2 separate regions of the Gossypium hirsutum genome follow, and region 2 is linked to region 1. The links are chromatin contacts, called in public Hi-C maps. All regions are on one chromosome and are shown on one strand. Each heading gives the region's core, a stretch centred on a gene start, on an enhancer-like site or on the middle of the called end of the contact. The rest is flanking DNA. Distances are from core to core; before and after follow the strand shown. Region 1 holds the start of LOC107886546 (plant intracellular Ras-group-related LRR protein 3). Region 2 holds the start of LOC107886541 (beta-arabinofuranosyltransferase RAY1).

Region 1 (3,180 bases), core at 396-2,895:
ATTAGAGAAAGAGAATATTTTTTTTGATGAATACAGATGTTTAGCTAGAATTTACAGCTCTTTTTTGCTCTAATGGTTTAGGGTTTAATTTGTTAAAACAGGGGGTTGGTGCAGCGTAGAGACAAATTAGATTAATAGACTGACAAACTTCTTTTACTGGCAAGGGGGCACGTTTGGCTTTCAAAACAGATACGTTTTACTCATTCCTACTTTATCAGGATTGGTGTTTGCATTTCACTCCTGGAACAGCAAGAGTGAACAAAAAATAGTATAATACCTGCATCGTGCAATGCTTTCCGGGAGGGCATTTAGCTTGTTTCCCGAGACATTGAGGATCCTCAGATTAAGCAACAAACCAACGGAGTCAGGCAGATGTTGCAAATGATTGGAGGATGCATTAAGCTCCTCAAGTTTCTTTAGTCCTCCAATCGAATCAGGAATGACCTGGTTCCCAAGCACAAAAACACTAGTACATAAGCGTCTACCCATATTGTATACAGTTAAACAATTTACATATGTAAAGTAGTGAAGACCATAAGCAGCAGTTCTTTGTGCAAAACAGAGAAAATATACCAATATCCTCAGTCTCATGAAATACGCCATACTTTTAGAACAGGAGATAAAGCAATTTTAATTGAATAGCGAAAAAGGAAAGAATCCAAGTATTTAGTTTATCAATTGGTATAGTGTTGATCAAAGGAACATAACGTAGCTACTATAGTTCTTAGCTTAAACATCACAACTTTCGCAATTTCATCAAGCCTTGGATCAATTTGGCATAAACAGAAGAAAAGATAATGAAAATAAACATATAATACCTCTATCTGGTTATTGGAAAGATTGAGATAAACCAAACCGTGAAGTTTACCAAAGGCCTCAGGCAATAGCCTCAACTGTCTTCCAGAAAGCTCAACTCTTTCAACCACCCCATTCTCAGCTTCTTTCAATATCCTCACAACATCCTCATTTACTTCATCATCGCCGCTCATTTGCTCGACAGCTGAGCAATACAAACGACCCAGATTCTCCTCCACCTCAGTCAACTGTCTCTCATAATCCTCGTGCAAGCCTTCCAATCTAAGCACGGTCTTATATATGTCGGCCTCCTGTAAGGAAGATTGGGTTTCTTGAATGTGGGTAATCTTGGAACGAGCAGCGGAGACAGCTGATGGATCGGGTCGAGGTCCTAGGGAGCGTAGGAGGGAATGGGTTTGAGTGACGGAGGTGGGGATGGATCGGGAAAGTGAAGCAAGGATTGATGGATCGGGTAAATGGGGGAAACGGGTGAGTAGATCCTGGCGGATTTGGGGAGGGAGTGATGGGTAATTGTAAGGATCTTGTTGGGAGAAGATGTAGGACAAAATGGGGAACTTTGAAAGATTAGGATCCATTAAGGTGATTGAAGGAAGCAGGGATGAAGGAAACAGGGTCAGGTGGAGGGAGGAGCATTGACGTGTGAGAACGACGAGAGAGTAGTGAACAGCAATGACTCATGGAGCTGATGAGTAGTGTCTCTCGGTTAGCAGTTAGCATCGCAACGCCGAATGCCAAAAGGTACTTCTGGCATACGCTGGACCTGGTCTACCGCTTTCCTTTGCTCACATCATCACATTCTATACTTTGCCTTTGGGTTCTTAATTTCTGAGCTAACAGTGGGTTCCTAATGGGCTTTTCATTTATTGGTGGCTCTGGAAGGAAAGGCTTCATAGAATGACCCACCATCAACCCCCCCCCCCAACAATACATTTTATTATTACGGTTATTATTAAGGTTCCAAACTTGATTTACATAAAATAAGACACTTACATAATTTATATTTAGTAAAAGAAAGTTGGAGCAATTTTACTATTGTCAATTTTGAAAGTGAGCAATTAAAGACAATAATCAAAGTATTAATGTTTTCCATTAATTATACATAATTTTAATTTATATAATAGTAAATTTAACCTTCAATGTTTATATTATTTTTCATTTTGGCCTTCATTTAAAAAAAATAAATAAATTTAGCCTCAATATTTGTGCGAAATAAATTTAATAAATTAGGATCAAATTGATAGAGATTAAATAACTCTGAATTTTTTAGAAGGACAAATTTGCTCAATTTTGAAATTGGGGAAGATTGTAAAGTTCTTTTTACCTTTATATTATAACAACTCAATTAATAATAATTGTATTTATCCTCCACTTAAAAAATTTTGAACTAATCCAATATCTTTATCATATCAATTAACATATGATATTTATCATTATATAATTAATAGTCAATATTTCATCACATAAAAATATTTTATTATACAATTTTAATTGACTCAAAATTTGGTATACATTATTGAACATAAAATATAAGGGTGAAGTTATTAAAATACTAATTATAAACAAAATTATATACAAGTTGCGTATAAATGCCACAGAAAACAGAAGCGTGATGAGGATTTGAGGATTTGAGTCAGCCAGCCAGCCATCCATACACACCCTGGCCTCTTGGTCCATTATCAAGAATCAAAGGCTTTAACGTCGCCAATATCAGACCCGATCACAGTTTTCAAATGGAAGATTAGACGCATGTGGGATCCGTGATGGCTACACCATTCTCTTTTTTTAATAATGAACCCACTGCTCCTTGTCCAAAATAGACTTCCCAAATTCATGCTTTCTCCATTAGCATCCTCTGTAGTATGGTTTGTTTGATGTAAATAAAAGGGAAATCAATCATATACATTAGGAGGATAAAAAAAAAAGATGGGCACATGGTAGGGATAACCTTAAAACCACTTTATCTTTATCCCCGAAAGATGATAACATAGAATCATCAAACTCTTTCATTTTCGACTTTAATATTTGATAAATAAACACCCTTTCATATTATCTCTGCAAGATTATATGCGACACTGGCGACCCTTCCTTTGAACCAGAAATCACAACCTCTTACTTCTTTTAATTAATTAAAACTCAGCTCAGCTGGAGTTGGAGACTTTTTTTAAAATTTAATCCAATATCTACAGTCCTCTCTCCTATATTGTACTTGTTCATTTTGTGTCTTGGATTGAAGGGAACTCTTTATTCTGTTTCTGTTGTGAATATATTTTAGCTTTATTCCAAGGAAATTATTGTGTCCCACTACTATATTTAGATCCTTTGAGTGCATCTTCTTCATCGGTTAAAATACCAGCTGTCAAGGGG
Region 2 (3,180 bases), core at 469-2,968, 130 kb after region 1:
TGTCTTATTCTCGTCTGCAGTGATAGCAAGAAGTGACTCTAAGGAATAGGAAAGCTTTAATGTTTTTGTGTGAACCGATCCATCTTTCAGAGAGCAACCTGACGTTTCGTTCTGCGTCTTTATAGTTCTAACAACACAAGCCAAAGTTGTCTTTGATCTCCGGCATTTTGGGATGTGTCTTTTCCATAAGCTCTTCCTTTTGTAGGCATATGTATGAAGGAAATCTTCTGTGGCATTAATAAGAAGGTATCGGCCATCACATTTAACAAGTTTCATCACAGCAGAATAATTAAATCCGTGAAGAGATGATAATCCATACACTGCTGCAAGATGAGAATTGCAATCATACTCCCAACTTCCCTTTTCAATATCCGAAACATTGGAACTCTTAACGAAACAGTTAGACTGATAACTTGAATCCCCCAGGGCAATGTTTGAGATAGTCCAACTGGCATCAAACACGAACCTTAATCCACTAGACAAAGCCTCGTTGATTAGCCAATGGTTGTAAACTCCCTTTCCATATAGGAAAGGAGGAAGCACCCCATGATGTAAGGGCATCTCCCCATTGTTCCATGCTATGACCATTCTACTGTCACAACAACTCCACTGCCAACTTGAGCCAAGAGTATCCTGCAACTGATGAAATGGACAGTGATGTCAAATGAAGTTTTTCCCACTAGATCTCCAATTTCGATGTGGATTCTATACGTACCTCCTGAATTCTTATCCTTTGGCCATCTTTTAGCCAATGTTTCCTATCCTCATCCAGATAGAATGGGAAATTTGGAACATCTCGTGGAGAAGCAAAAAGGAGCCAATCATCATCAAGTTTATGAGCATAATTCAATGCCAACACAAAGTCAGGGAGGAGAATAGTTTCAGTATCCATAAAAACATATATGTCAGATTTAAATGCCCGTGATTTTGCCACCATGGAATGAAAGAAAGGAACCCCAAGAAACCTATATCATCCAAAGACAGCAAAAAAACCTATTGAAATTGTTGTGAACCGAATGTTAATCAATGCCCACAAAGTCACCGCTAAAATAACTCTAGAAGTTGAGTGATATTTTCCAATCAGTCTCTATACCAGTCAATGAATAAGGATATAAAGATTCCTACAAAGAAGATAAATTAATTCCTTACGTGAAATCAATAGCGGATTCAACCAAAGCCCGGGAACCTAAAGATTTGGCAAAAGAAGCAGCAGAATGGTGTTGACTAAAGAGAATGACTGAGATTTGTGGAGACAAAGCAAGCCATGACCGAATAGCTAGACTCTGTTTAGTCCCTGAGGAACCTGTAAACGGCGCCGGAGCAGTGAAAATAGTAATTTTGGGGGTGTCAAGGTCGCTAAAACTTGTATGGCTGAAAATAGGATTCGTGGAGAGTGGCAACCTCTGCGTAGCATAAAGAGATAGAGCAATAAGGAGAACCCCAGACACCCAAACTGACCATAATCCAATTAGCAACGCCTGTATAAGTAAAAAACATCAAATTAAAAAAAATACATTAAGAGCTGGATTGCATGATATTGATGTGGAAAAAAAGAATGGACCTTCATTGTAGAGAAGTTGTCAGAAGAAGAAATGCAAGTTGTTGGCGGGTTTTGGACGTGGTAAAGGAATGACCGGATGGGTAATGAAGAAAGACAAAAAGAATGGAACTTTAACTGAAAGAAAGAAAGAACGTGCACGAGGGAAGCATTTAAGCACTAAGGTTGTCAGCACCAAAGACGGGGGATACCCACAGGACATGTGATGTATTACATCATTAAAAGTCAAATTCCATTTCCGCAAACTGCTCGCTTTCAACCAAATAAATCCGACTTTTCTATTAAATTTGCCTCGTATTCCCCACTTCCGGGATGAAATTGATAAATACAATTAATTCTTTAAGGAGTCTAGAATTTTTTTTTTTAAATTTTGTCGAAATTAAATGGATATTTTGTTGATAGCCCCATTTTAGTTTCTCTCATTGTATCTCTCATTGTATTATCAATGTATACATACTTTCACACAATATATAATAATATAATTACTATAAACATGCTTTCTCATTTTTAATTAATATAAAAATGCTTCTCAATAAAAAATTGCAATTTATTAAACATCATTTTTTTATTGACTTTTATTCCAAAAGTTCAACTTTAATCAGGTTTAATTTATAATGACATAATATATTATGAACACATGTTGTAAGAAAAATGGAAGGCTGGATGATGGAGTTAAAAATTAAGTTACTTCATGTATACATATAGGTACACTATAAAAATAGTCACTTTTATTTACCTTAAGTTACATTTTAGTCACTTGTGTTTGAAATGTTATGTTTTAGTCAGCTATGTTATCATGTTGTAACATTTTAGTCACTAAGTCGTTAATTGTCGTTAACGGTGTAACAGTGAGCTGATGTGGCACGTTAAATCATCATTTTAAATAAAAATTTTAGGTTAAATTATATAATTGGTCCTCATATTTTTTGTTTTGAATAATTAAATTTTTTTTTATGTTCTTTTAACTTTCCTTTTCTTTTCTTTATTTTCTATTCTATTCTGGTTCTCTTTTTGTTTTCCTCCCTTCTCATTTTTTTTAACTTAGTTTTTCTATTGTTTCCATTTGTTAAAACTTTTTTTATGTTTATGGAAAAAGAAAAGGCAAAAGCTTAAATCAAAATAAAACTTGTTTCGCATATTCTCACCCCAATTTAGTTTAGAAATTAGGTTATATTCAAATCGATATTTGATTAAAAATGATTGAGAATCGGGTTTGAGTGAAATTCAATTTAGGAATAATGTGAAAGAAACAAGGACTTGGTTTATTTGGTGGGCAAAGATTATATTTCTGCAATGAAGAATAAAAGAAGAGAGAAAAATAAAAGGGAAGAAAAAAAAGAAAAAAAAAAGAACAAAAATTTAAATTGTTCAAAAAGAAATAAAAGTATAAGGACTAGTTTTAACAAATGAAAAATATAGAAAAACTATTTTAAAAAGAAATTGATGCGTCGTTGAGAGCACCAAAAATATCCTATTCCCTGTAGGATAATGAAAAAGAACAGTAAAGGGGAAGTAAGGTTGAATCCTCAGGGATCGGATTATACAAATGCTTGTTTCTCGAAATCCTGGGTAGAATCGTGCCCAAAAAAACCTGCGTAGCAGAAAAAAATAAAAATAACAGA

The links. Hi-C and Micro-C count contacts between places; a contact is called where the count stands out from the background.
Region 2: a contact with region 1 is called in a Hi-C map of leaf, with 3 times the contacts expected there. The contact joins the promoter of LOC107886541 here to the promoter of LOC107886546 in region 1. A contact is called at or near these places in 21 of 34 Hi-C or Micro-C datasets (anther, callus, cotyledon and 4 more).

The regions. Positions count from the first base shown.
Region 1 is chrA03:96,982,155-96,985,334 of Gossypium_hirsutum_v2.1, forward strand. It overlaps LOC107886546 (plant intracellular Ras-group-related LRR protein 3), which reads right to left and starts at 1,646. Exons shown (of 3, transcript XM_016810539.2): 1 at 819-1,646; 2 at 278-444. The coding sequence starts at 1,391. LOC107886545 reads right to left here. Exons shown (of 4, transcript XR_001680791.2): 4 at 2,268-3,180.
Region 2 is chrA03:97,116,613-97,119,792 of Gossypium_hirsutum_v2.1, forward strand. It overlaps LOC107886541 (beta-arabinofuranosyltransferase RAY1), which reads right to left and starts at 1,719. Exons shown (of 6, transcript XM_016810535.2): 1 at 1,562-1,719; 2 at 1,150-1,478; 3 at 716-965; 4 at 1-639. The coding sequence starts at 1,567.